Regions from separate parts of the Mus musculus genome. Here region 1 is linked to region 2. Evidence: chromatin contacts called from public Hi-C data. All regions are on one chromosome and are shown on one strand. Each heading gives the region's core, a stretch centred on a gene start, on an enhancer-like site or on the middle of the called end of the contact. The rest is flanking DNA. Distances are from core to core; before and after follow the strand shown.

Region 1 (6,637 bases), core at 1,840-4,339, 81 kb after region 2:
CCAAGAAGATTTGGTAAGAAATTGTGTTAGAATAGCTCAGCATAGAACCCCATCCATGGTCTAACCTTGGAACATAATAGTACTACAGCTCTACTTTGTTTAAGAACGAAGGAGGCATCTCTTGGTCCAGACAGGCTTGACCTAGGGACTAGGTTGTTTGGACCATCAGTAATCACCAATGCCAATCCGAGATGGTGTCTCTCCAGTTGTTCATCGCATGTCAGTGAGGAATAAAGATGTGGTCAAAGAAGTTATCAAACAAAGCAAAGCAGAGTTATTAAGGGTGGAGCTATCGGCTCCTAAAGGGCCAAGAGTATCGACTCAGAGAACTATTCCTTGCTAAGAGGAGTCTTGAGAAAAGAGCAGTGTCAACCAGACTTAAAACTTCTGAATTTTAAAATCTTTTTATCACCTTTCAGGGAAGACAGCAATTAAACTTTGGAAATTTCTCTAATTTCCAAGAAAAGAAAACAGTTGAAGAAATGAATGGGAGTCCCAGAGAAAGGAAAAACTGCAAGGAGAGCATCTCCCATGGCCTGCTTGGCCTCAGATCTTCTGCCCATCTAGCTGACACATCCTCCAGTGTTCCATTTAACTTTCTTAAAGACACAGCCCCAGGGCAGGGACACCACACCTTAGCGGGTGGAGGAGCCCAGAAGTAAGCTTCTGACATTGTTAAATGAAGGAAGAGCCTCTGATAGGGAGGTTTAAAACCGTTCCCATTGGGCTGTGTGGTAGGGAAGCCCACCTCCCTATGTTTAAAAAACTATGTCAATGATCATGCGAAAGGGAATTGAAACTCAGGAGTTCCCCATCCACTAAGTCAGGTGTGATGGCTCACTACTTTAACCTCACTATTTGTGAGGCAGAAGCAGCAAAGTCTGGTAACTTAGTTTTAGACCTGTAAGTTTCAGACCAGCCTGAACTAAAATTTAAAAGCAAAAAGTTCCCCATTCCCTACTCAGATCTCTACAGAAGAAACAAATCCAGTTCTCTGTAGGTAATATCAGCTCTGGCATGGCTTAAGGGAAAACAGAGAGCCAACAGGGAGGACACTCCACAGCATGACCTGACATCAGCTGTATGGCAAAAAGAAGAATCTGCAGCCAGCAGGCTTTCAGGGGACTGGGGATAAAGGTGGTCATGCCTGTACCTGTCCAGAGCAGTTGTTATACTGCCTCTGGGGTTATCTTTTTAATGCATTCCCCACAAAAACCCTCTGAAATATTCAAACGTGGGCTTCAAGGCCCCACCCAATCTAGCCTGGAGCTCTCACCCCAGCAGATTCCCAAGTTTCCCTGAACACAACACAGCCTGGAGTTCTTTTCCTTTCAACCCCAGCTGCTCCTGCTGCTGCAGTCCCCAGCTGAACTGGCTTCTCTGGTTCACCAAGCACTTTGATGCTGTCACCAAATACAGTGTTTTGTTTATCGGATCAAAAATCTCCTGTTTAAGATGTGGGGTCAGAAAGTCCTAAGCATTTAGGGATTCCATCAGCATTAGTTCTATTGGGTTCTAAAAATCAGAGAAAGCCAGAAAGACACTCTGTGTCTTGACTGATAAAACAGTGCCCAGTTTCCACAAATGGGTGCATTAGAATTGTCGAAAACCAGGCTCACCCCTGAGCTGAAAGGTTATGGGAAGATGCTGACCATACAAACTGGGGTAAGGTGATGATTCATAAATGTCCCTGAATATTATGACTAAACTGATATCCTGGCTTTCAAACCTTCAGATACTAACAGAGATTCAATAAACCTTGGGATTCCAAGCATATTGCTCATCAAAAAAAGGAAATGCAAAACTCTCAGCTATGGAGATCTCTCTTCTTCCATTTCTTTTCTTTTAAAATAAAGACTCCTTAAGGAGAAAATAAGTATAGACGAGAATAGGAGTTTGGTAAGCAGGGTTCTTTATGTAATATGTCTTAAATAGTCAGAGATCAGGAAAAACAAGAAGAAAAACAACTCAGATCCGGCGTGTGCTGTTATCTTCCATGGTAACTCTTGTGGCTGCAAGAGAATTGTGAGTGGGTTCTGTTGCTGTTGTTTTGTTTTCTCCAATGCAGTCTTATATTCACCCTCCCATGTTCTTTAGCAAACGATGTTCCATTAAAATCTGCAGCCTTGAGGCACAGGGTAATATTTCATCTCCAAAAGCTCGACAACCAACACTGAACCCTAACAAAGAGCTTAGGACACAAGCGCTCCCGGATGGGTCTGTCTTCCAACAGAACACAGAGAATGGGCTTGGATTCTTATTTTCTCTTTCCTTTCTTTCTAGAAACGGGAAAAATCGACCAAGAAATTCACAAATACAACACCCCAGGCTTCACAGGCTGCCTGTCCAGAGTCCAGTTCAACCACATCGCCCCTCTCAAGGCAGCCTTGAGACAGACAAACGCCTCAGCCCACGTGCACATTCAGGGTGAGCTGGTGGAATCTAACTGCGGGGCCTCCCCACTGACGCTTTCCCCCATGTCTTCAGCCACTGACCCTTGGCACCTAGATCACTTGGATTCAGGTAAATTCTGGAGCTATCTCCTTCCTTTTAATATCACTTTCCTCCGCTATAGAATGGGTTGACTACAGAAGCTTGCTGTTGTTCCACTGTTGGTAGAAGAGTGTGAGACTGCAAGAAGGAAGCGATGGACAGTGAGTTCTCAGCGTAACGCTTGGCACCTATGAAGGGCAGAAAAGTTATTTCTACTCAAAACCAAAAACAAAGAAGTCAGGGGTTAAAGGTTCAGGGATGAGGACTCTTCATTTAAGTTAAAAGACACTTCCGTCTGCAGTGTGCTATAGATGACTTGGCCAAACCGCTTCCTTATTTCTGCCTACTTTCCCTCCAAAATAGTAGAGTCACCTCCCATCAGGACCACAGATTTCTAAGTCTGAAAAACCTACATTTAAGCTCAAAAAGCCTAGCCTATGGACATACCATCTGGAATGGCTCCAATCTCATCTAAACAGACAGTCCTGTGGATATGGCCACATTTCTGGAGGTGATAAGACATACGATCTGAAAGCACTGAGCTCAAATGAAAGTAGTCATGGTAGCTAAATGAATTAACCACAAACCTCAATGTCTAATGGAAGCCTGTTAAACTTCAATTCTGCTCTCAGCTCTAACTGGGCTGACTGTGGGCAGCTCAGATAATCTACCTCAACTATTACTACCTTTCCACCTGTGAGGTGAAGACATGTTATGTGACTTTCTCAGTGACCTGCAAATCCAGGACTCAGTGGGTTTCCAAGCAACTCCAACCAACTGGGGATGTCAGTGACCCTTAAGGCAGTAAGAGTTCACAAGTCACGATAGCATGGAAGTGAAGCCCCAATTCCAACACCTTCATTGCTTCTTACCAGCAGATTAAGCTCAGGCAGCTACCATATCCTCACTCCTCAGTTACTAAAAGAGGGACACTAAGACCTAATTCACAGAATCCCACATGAGATGATGCACTTAAAAAACGTAGCATGGGAGCTGGAGAACGCTCAGTGGTTTACAGCACTTGCTGCTCTTACAGAGAAGTGGTAGTCAGTTCCCAGCACCCAGTGGTGCCTCCTAACCATCCAGTTCCAGAGGATCTGAAACCCTCTTCTGGCCTCTGAGACAAGGCATGCATGTGGTACACATATGTACCTACAACAAACGCTCATACACATAAAATTTTTTTAAAATATATTTAAAAAATCATAACTTGGCACAATCAGATTCCTTTCAAGTGTATAGCTATTTAGCTGTAATACTATTAATAACCATGGTTACTGTGTTAGACAGTTTGCTATAGCTTGAGATAGCCACAGAAAGCTTCTGAATTCTCTACCACCACCACCCCCCCACACACACACACACAGACTCCAGTTTGTAACAGCTCACCATAAGGCAGTACATCCTTGATTGCTTTAATCATGTTGTAGTCCTGGGCCAGTATTTGGCTTCAGGGCCATCATCACCATGGTGAGTCTTACTAGGACTGTCCTTGGAAGATTTGTGGGGTTTAGGAAGAGTCCAGAGTTGTTCTATCATCAGAATAGCCGATTGACAGACTACGCAACCATCTTTGTTCCTCACTTATGGATTCCTGTAACATGCCGAGAGCACCATGTGCTAAAAGGCACTCACAGCAATTCCCTTTCATGAGTGTCGTGAAGGGCACCCAGCAGGCTGGGCTTTCCTCTTGGACTGGCTTGAACAAAGAAAGCATCCCTGCTGCCAAACAATGAAAAGGAAGAGGGAACGTGTGAGAGGAGAATGACACGTATCAAGGCCACAGAGGGGGAGAGAGTCCTTAGATGAATTCCTGCATACATGAGGGTGAACAACTGGTGAGCTGCCTTTAAATATTCAGGTTCTGGGGAATGCCGAAGGTATATAGTGTAAGAAGAGGCCACAGGAGACTGTGAGCATGTGTGCTCTCAGTCTGCTGCCAAGAAACTGGACTCAAAAATATCTAAACACTTCCTTGAGCCAAAATAAGCTCTATTCATTATGGCTTAATTAGCCAATTGTTTGCTTTTAAGGTCTGTGAAATGTGCTTGCAAAAACCAAACCATTTTAGTTCATGGATTTAAAAAAAAAAAAAAGCTTTATTCATGACAGCTTCCTTCTTCTGGTTGATTCATGCAAATGAATACAGTTTAGAAAACATTTCTGTTAGTATTCAACACGCAAATTAAAATTCTGCATTCCAAGTAGACACAAACCTGTAATTGTAGCACTTAGGCAAGAGGAGTCCAAGTTCAGGGTCAGCCTGGGTTATATAGCAGGACCCTGTCAGAAGGAAAGAAGCAAGGAAGAGGGGAGGGGAGGGGAGGGGAGGGGAGGGGAGGGGAGGGGAGGGGAGGGGAGGGGAGGGGAGGGGAGGGAAGCAATCGAGCCAGCCATTTGGGATTTAGAGCCAATCATGAAACATTTCTGTAATTGGGGAAATACCCTTTGATGTTTAACTGTCAGTCCTGTGAACTATGAAAAGGAAAAGTAGAATACAACCTTCACAAGGCGTATTTAGGTAACATGACTCCATCTTGATTCTTTTAGGTGAGTGAGAGCTTGAGAGGGCACAGGGTGAAAGGGAACAAGGGACACAGAGAAGTCAGGCTGGAAGGTTCCTCCATAGCAGCCTCCACTGAGACAATATCAAGAGGAAAAGCATCCCCTCTGCCCTTAAAGTCAATGCTCAGGGGCCTGAGAGTTAAGATGACAAAAGATAGAGTAACAAGAAAAAGGAAAAAAAAGTTTGTTTGTATATAGGAGCTTTCAAAAGATTTAACTTTACAGATGGTCAAAACCAAAAGCTTCTAGACCAGGTACAAAGGGAGATAAAATAACAAGGTACAATGGCCTATGTGATAGGATTTCTAGAATAGACATAAGAAAACTGTTTATAGTAATGTTTGTCATGAAGGCATGAGGGGGTCTCTCTCTCTCTCTCTCTCTCTCTCTCTCTCTCTCTCTCTCTCATGACCATAATACTCTCTTGGAAAAAGAAACTGGGGAGAGAGTTCTGATAGGTTACTAACCATCTTCCTAGGAAAAGAAAGATATCCCAAAGAGGGAAGTAAGTATAGCTGCCTTGTCTTCCAGAATTCTCTATCTTTTCTCAGAAAGAAAAGTCCTAATTAGATTTTTCTGAATCTACTGTACTCTAAATGTCTTCCATTTAAAAATAATTTGTGAAGCTTGAATGATGGCTCATTCAATAAAATGTTTGCTGTGAGCCGGGCGTGGTGGCGCACGCCTTTAATCCCAGCACTTGGGAGGCAGAGGCAGGCGGATTTCTGAGTTCGAGGCCAGCCTGGTCTACAAAGTGAGCTCCAGGACAGCCAGAGCTATACAGAGAGACCCTGTCTCAAAAAAACAAAAAAAAAAAAAAGTTTGCTGTGCAAGCACTTAACATCCTCAACATCCACAAAAACAAAACAACAACAACAACAAAAACAAAAACAAAAACCAGACAGACATGGTGGCATGCGTCTATAATCTCAGATGTGAAGAGGTGAAATTAGGATGCTCTCTGAGGCTCACTGGCCTACCTTAGCAGAACCAGGGAGCTCCAGGCTCAGTGAGATACCCAGACTCAGAAATTAAGATGGAGAGTAACTAAGGAAGATGTCTTATGTGGACCTCTGAAAACACACACACAGCGGGGGAGGGCAGGGGTTAATTTGATTTATAAATTTTGCTACTATCTCTGGGATTCCAAGTGGATCCTCACACCAGCAACTGCCTCCCGAAGCCTACATTCATCATTCATCATTTTGAGTCAAGGGTTTAGATAATTCCACATGCTTGAATAGAGGAGAATTCTTGCTGTGAGCTATTCAGAAAGAGAACAATAGCATGTACACAGAAATAATGTTTCCTTCTGTGAATAATGTGAGTGTAGAACTGGCTTTGGGACAGAGAGAGAATAAAGGGGAACACTGGCCAGCCCTGGCCTAAGACATCTGTGACTAATTTGTTCCATGGAGGGGCTTTGACGCTTGATAGGCTTCTCTCAATGGCCTCAACCTCAGGTCACCTGGAAGCTTGTTAGACAGCAGGAAGGACCAAATCAGCACCTCCATTTTAGTCAGGATTCCTGGGTGACTATGAGAAACTCTAATAGTGTTCTTCTGCTGCTGATCTCCAC
Region 2 (6,321 bases), core at 88-2,587:
TCTGCTTCAGATTCTAGGACTCCAGGTATAAGCCACCATGCCTGGCTATTTTTTTTTAATTATTGCTTTATTAATGAATTAAAACTAGATATAGTTGTAGTATACTTTAGTTATGTAGTTCTCAACCTTCCTAATTTTGCAACACTTTAATGCAGCTCCTTATCTTGTGGTGACCCCTGACCACTAAGTTTTCTTGTTGCTACTTCCTAACTGTAATCCTACTACTGTTATGAATCATAAGGTACATATCTGGTATACAGAATATCTGATAAGCCACTCCAAAGAGGTCATGACCCAGAGGCTGAGAACCACTGCCTAGCTAGGTCACCATTAGTTGATTAAATCAACTTTTGAGGAAACCATTATTGTTTCAAAGCAGAGGGAATAAAATTTCATTTTTAAAAAAATGTGAATCTTAGCACCTTTATCCAAGCTACTGGCTTCATAGATATTGATGATAAATGCAGGGTTTTGTTTAGCCTTGAGCTCAGTACAAGTACTATAAAATGACTCTCATGAAAGCCAAGTCCATCTAGGCTGAACCCTTAGAAACAGCTGAGAAGAAGAGGGGGTTCCATGGTGTGCATTCAGAAGGTATCTTAGTACTAACTTCACTTCCACGACCATGACTTTGAGAGGATCACTGCCAAACGTCAACATGATTGTTCTGAGCACCTATCAGGTTCTGGGAATGGTATAGACCCTTTGTGCACATATTTTGTTCTCTTTCTCTGTGTGGAGGCCAAACACCAAAAATTGACATAGGTTCCTCCATCACTCGCCATCCTTTTTTTTTTTTTTTTTAAGGCAGGGTCTCTATTGAAGGAAGTATCTAAAAAATAGAGCCGGCTCGCTCCCGCGGTTGTGCCTGGCTGGCCATGCACTGGCGGTAAAAGGCCGACCTATTTCATCTCGTGGAGTCTCTCTGGCCTGGAGCTCCTGAAACGTCTCCATTCAGCTTGCTAGGTTCCCACTGTCAGGTCGCTATCATGCCAACCTCATGCTTCAAACCCCTCCACAGCCTTTGTGGTGCACATCTGGCAAACCCATGCTTTGCCGCTGTACCTCTCTCTCTTGAATCCAGCTGAGCCGCTGCCTAAAGGAAAACACAACACAAACTTAGCTCAGAAACTATGGTAACTCAATCTCTGGGTGCAACCACTAAAACCTAATCTTGTAAGCCTTATTAAAAACTGATTCTGCCATGACACAGGGAAACTCTAGCAGCTACATCTTACCCCTCCGCTGTCCGGTTCCAAAAGGGCCCTAACTCGCTCCTGCTTCCTCTCTGCCTCTCTCCAACCCAGAAGTCCCACCTACTCGCCCAGTGATTGGCTTTATTCGTTAGGTGATTGGCTCACAAGACCAGCAGCAGGCCCGTCCACACTAGGTCTCTTCCTGAACCTGGAGCTGCCTGGTTGACTAGACTGGCTGGTCAGAGACCTTCAGGGATCGGATCTTCCTATCTCTGTCACTGGTGCTAGGGTTACAGACAGGCATTAAACGCCTGGCTTTTACATGCCACTGAAAACCCTCATGCTTGTGTGGTAAATGTCTTATTGAACCATCTCCCCAGACCCTAAACACTAAAATTTGATATTTTTAAAGGCTGGACTTACTTGCTCTATAGAGCATGCATATAAACATTGGTATGTTGTGTTATATATCCAAAAACTGAATGATAATTATCCAGAAACTGACAAGTGATTCAATTATAAATTTATTATAGACAGAGAAAAAGTTTTACAATACACTGTGAAGTTAAAGGAAGGCAGGGCAGGACTGGAGAGATGGCTCAGTGACCAAGAGCACTGGCTGGTTTTTCAGAGGACCCAGGTTCAATTCCCAGGACCCACATGACAGCTCACAATCCTCTGACTTCATCCCTAGTGTATCTGATGCCCTCTTCCCACCTCTGTGGGCACTAAATGCACATGGCACACAGACATGCATGCAGGCAAAACACCCATACACATAAAATAAAATACTATTAGTTGGTTTCTACTCATTTCTGAATAAATGAAAAAATATAATTATCATTATCACCATATGCTATTTTTATAGAATGTTTACATTATTATTTTCCTGTGATGGATATGTATTGTTTTATCCATTTTTAAAGCATTAGAAAAATATGTTATAAGAAAAATTGAGTGAAATCCACTCTGTGTATATTAAATTAAGAGAATTTTTAATTTTTTTTTTAATCCTGGCTTTAAAAAAATGAAGCAGTTAATGGGTTTAACAAGGAAGTGTTGCAGTTACCCATGTATGCCATCAGAGGGCGCCAAAACTGCCCGCTGAAACTTAGCTGCAGAAATTAAGTAGCTCGATCCCAAGGCATTTCTAGCTTAAAACGGGCAAAAGTTTCTCTGAATAGAGTGTTTGTTAGTGATATATTTTAGTACACTTTTTCAATGTACAAAAAAAATTAACAGTGCCATTTCCCTAAAGGTCAGATTCTCAAAATTTCCGGAAATATGTAGACTCTTTAACACTTATCCCTGACTGTTCCATAATCTAAGTTACAGGGAAGGTTCCAGACAAACAGTAATAAGGAATGTCCGTGGTGCCCAATTGTGAATGGAGCGTACCAGTTTCCAGTGCAGTGCACTCTTCAGACAAGTCCGAGGTTCCCATGCGCTCGGGGAGGCTGAACCTGACATATGACCCCCCTGTCCCACGACCCTGAGCTGGAATGGAAGGTTCTTCCAAAAAAAGAGTGTGTCAGGCTCAGTATCCCTCATTACTAGGAGTCGTCTCTGGGGTCATACTTGGTAGATTCCAGGGAGTTTCTCTGCACTTATTTTACACATTCACACGCACGCACGCACGCACGCACGCACGCACACACAATTCCAGAATCTCTTTCCGTATTTTCTCTCCATCCCTCCTACTGGGTTGCCTGTCCAGCCTTGATAAGAGGGTTTGTGTCTAACCTTATCGTAACTTGTTGTGCCGTGTTCCATTGATATCTCTGAAAGGCCTGCTGTTTTCTGAAGGGAAGCAGGATGTAATGTATCAGAGAAGAGTTAGAGAGAGAGAGAGAGAGAGAGAGAGAGAGTCACAGAACCCTAGAAAGTTCTAAGAGCTTACAGCTGAGGAAGCACAAGGAGACCATAATTGTCTTTAAAAGATAGGACAGAAGAAGATGTCATGTGGGCACACAGGGATTCATCATGGTCTATGAAGCTGTGACACCACTGTTTGCACGTGTACCTGGGAAATGTGGCCAGAAACATGCATTGTTCCAAGTCACTTTTGAGGACTTTCCTCTCTTCCACTTGGGAAGAACAAATTCTGCCAGAGGACATGTGCCATTAACCACTGCGATCCCCACTCCGACTCTCAGCCTCTAGAGATGCTAATTATAGCAGAAAAATTCATTTCCTTGTGAAACGCAAGTCGGCCATATTGAGCTGCAGCATGCGGTGGGGGTGGAGAGCATCCGAGGGTCAGCATTCCTCTGTAAGCAGACAGCATCCGTTCAGTGAGAGAATCCCTTTAAAACCATAATTACATAGACAGCACTGTCTAGCTCAGAGGACAGCACTGGAGATCCAATCAGGCAGGTTTTACTCTATGGAAATGAGTGTGGACCCTAATCCAGCCAGCAAATCACTCAGCTCGGGAAGGGTCTGCACTCATCAAACTGTTTTCAAAGGCAGAGACGGCCTTCCTTTTCCTCAGGGTGGACTTTAAATCCTGTGCTGTTGATGTAGTTTCCAGAAACCAGGGTTCAAAGAGGGACCTCATCACTCCTGGGATGGTGACATGCTAATACTGTGTCTCGTGCTCTTCCTACAGCTCGACCATTATCCTGCTGTGGGTTACCATCTACCCAGCTCCTCTGATACGCTCTTCAATTCTCCCAAGTCGCTCTTCCTTGGAAAAGTTATAGGTAAGCCTTTGGTTCTTCAGGTGTGAGTGCAAGAGCTATGAATGCCCCTGACACAAGTCACACCAGGTAGTGTGAATTTGCATTCTTAAACTATAGCTCTCTCTCAGTAAGGTCAACCCTGAGCATCTTTGTACAAGGAAACCTATGTGGTTGTTGACGGTGTCTCACAGGAGTATTATAAGATCCTCTTTGGGGTATTGCTCATGCGATACATTGAGGCTGCTAATCACAGCTTTGATGGGAATTTTGACTAGGACAGAGGGTATCTCAGGCAGTGCCTGAAATGGAACTAGCATTACATGGTATATAGTATAAAGAAAAGCCAGTGAAATGTAAAATGTAAAATTTGTTCTTTGGTTTATGAAAGGCCTCTGCCTATGCCTATGCCTGTGAGTCACTCCCAAGAAACTCATCCAATGTCATTTGCAGATTAGAAGGTCATCAGGTAGAGGGCTGAATTTATAACTACCCTTGTCTTTCCCTCTCATGTAAGAAATAGTCACCCAGAATAAAAGGCGGGTGCCCATGAATATTTTTAGTGTTTCACATGAAGCCAACATGTCCTGAGTAGACGTCAGTGTCAGCAGGAAGCACAGCTCACATCTTAAAGGGATAAGAGATCACTTGTCTTGAGAGCCATAGGAGTGACCATAGTCAGAGACCATGGTTCAGATTGCCCCAAATAACATGTTCCAATGTAGATATCATTAAATAAACCTTCATAACCACAGGACATGCCATAAATCAAAACACACTGGTGAGACATCAAGCATCGATGGTAACATCGATGGTAACATCAAGGCAGGGGATGTCTGCTATTGGTTTTATCTGATGATATTCCGAGATTTGGGGTTGTTGGAAGACAGTACTGTCTGCTAATGTATTCCAACCTTCCACCTAAGTGAAAATATGTTAGGTGAACAATGAATAATTATTAAGAGGACTAGAGATAATAGCCCAGATAACTCGGTTCTGGGTCTACAGCAGTCCAACTGTTTCAAGTCACAAAGTTCTCATCAGTCAATTGGCATTTAAAATATTTGACATCGTTATGGCTTTTTTTCTGGACTTCAGTTCACAGTGGTATCTTATAGGCTGGGAGAGCGGTCACTCAGTCCAAAGGGCACTGTTAATGTTATTTCACCAGGCTACTTTGTCCATTGATCAAGAGGCCAACTTGTGAAGTCACAAGTTTTTCCAAAATTGAATTTACTCACGAGACAGCTAGAAACTAAGGAAAGGAACCCCGAGATAAGGTTTAGGGGTTTTCATAAGGAGACAGGGTACTCTGGGGTATGAGGGAAGGTAGTCAAAGGTTCAGAGAGGTGAAGTGCAGATGTCTGCACTATCTTCATAGCTCTTCATGGAGTCCATGTTCCGAAAATGTCCTTGATAGTGTGATCTGTGGGTGCAGTCTGGGACCTTGTGATGACAGAATGGTGCCTGTCAATTATTTGTGCAGACCCAGAACACCAAAATTGGGCTTCAATCAATTTGAGCTAGGCAAGTTATCTGTAAGATACAACTTAATCTATCTCGACCAAGGTGACCTACTGTTAATCCCAAAGATGAGAGGAGAAAGACCACTGACCCAAATCATCATGACCAAAATAATTGAAGCAAGCAATTAATTAAAGCATGCTTTTTTTATTCATGTACATGTGCTGCCTTTCCCTAAGACAGGGTTAGAGAGGTCCCTACAGTGGCATTCAAGAGGTCAGCAATGGATATGAGGAAGACAAGGTTTTTATAGCTCAAGGGTAGGGGATTTCCAAATGGGGATTTGGCAGGCAAAATAAGTGAGGTTACAGAAGCAGAACACAGCAAGGTGATCAAAATGAAGCAGTCATAACAACCTTTGAAACAAAGGTAGGGTTGCAAGATGTCATTACAAGTTTATGAAGCAAAAACCTAATTGCAAGGTGGTGGTAAGATAGTCATAACAATAGATGGTCATGACAACAGGAGACCATAGTAACATTTTGAAACAAAGGCAAGGTTGACATTTCCAGGAAGAAGCAATGTAGAATCATTTGTAGTTAAGGTTACAGGTGGAGTATAGCCCAAACCTTGAGAAACAGAGGTTTAAACATAAACACGAATGAACCTAGTTTGTCCTCACTGTAAGATGCTTTTAAAGCTAAGATAAGGCGGGCTGGCTCATCACTACCCACTTGAGAATAGCAGCCTAGAGTCAAGCTAGCAAGGTCTCTCACTTGACTGTTTACTTAATGAGACTCCTAAAGTGCTGGGTAAACTGAGACCAAAAGACTGGAAGCATCTTGAGGCTTCCTGAATTCTAAAGAGCCTTCACTTGAAAGGCAGACTAGATCACGCCTCTTACAAGTTGAAAAGAATTGGTTAGCTTCATTGCGGAGACTTGGTTACTCAGAGAGCACTGATCAAACTATGGCTGCATG

The links. A called contact is a pair of places that touch in the nucleus more often than the background predicts.
Region 1: a contact with region 2 is called in a Hi-C map of the G1E-ER4 cell line, with 3 times the contacts expected there. The contact joins two enhancer-like sites. A contact is called at or near these places in 26 of 484 Hi-C or Micro-C datasets (the AML12 cell line, the G1E-ER4 cell line, the N1E-115 cell line and 10 more), 4 of 115 datasets of contacts at active chromatin or transcription factors (all in embryonic stem cells) and 1 of 9 other capture datasets (embryonic stem cells).

The regions. Positions count from the first base shown.
Region 1 is chr6:47,268,857-47,275,493 of GRCm38.p6, forward strand. It overlaps Cntnap2 (contactin associated protein-like 2), which reads left to right. Exons shown (of 24, transcript NM_001004357.2): 22 at 2,284-2,523. Among named protein-coding and RNA genes, the nearest start is that of Gm35280, 15 kb to the left of the region's middle. Within about 2 kb of position 3,090, at least 12 of the 459 cell types and tissues checked have an H3K27ac peak or open chromatin away from gene starts, as enhancers often do. A contact at or near this core is called in the G1E-ER4 cell line, where this site is marked.
Region 2 is chr6:47,189,179-47,195,499 of GRCm38.p6, forward strand. Cntnap2 (contactin associated protein-like 2) reads left to right here. Exons shown (of 24, transcript NM_001004357.2): 21 at 3,808-3,901. Gm35280 (a long non-coding RNA gene) reads right to left here. Exons shown (of 8, transcript XR_001785456.2): 8 at 2,206-3,466. Among named protein-coding and RNA genes, the nearest start is that of Gm35565, 35 kb to the right of the region's middle. Within about 2 kb of position 1,338, at least 14 of the 459 cell types and tissues checked have an H3K27ac peak or open chromatin away from gene starts, as enhancers often do. A contact at or near this core is called in the G1E-ER4 cell line, where this site is marked.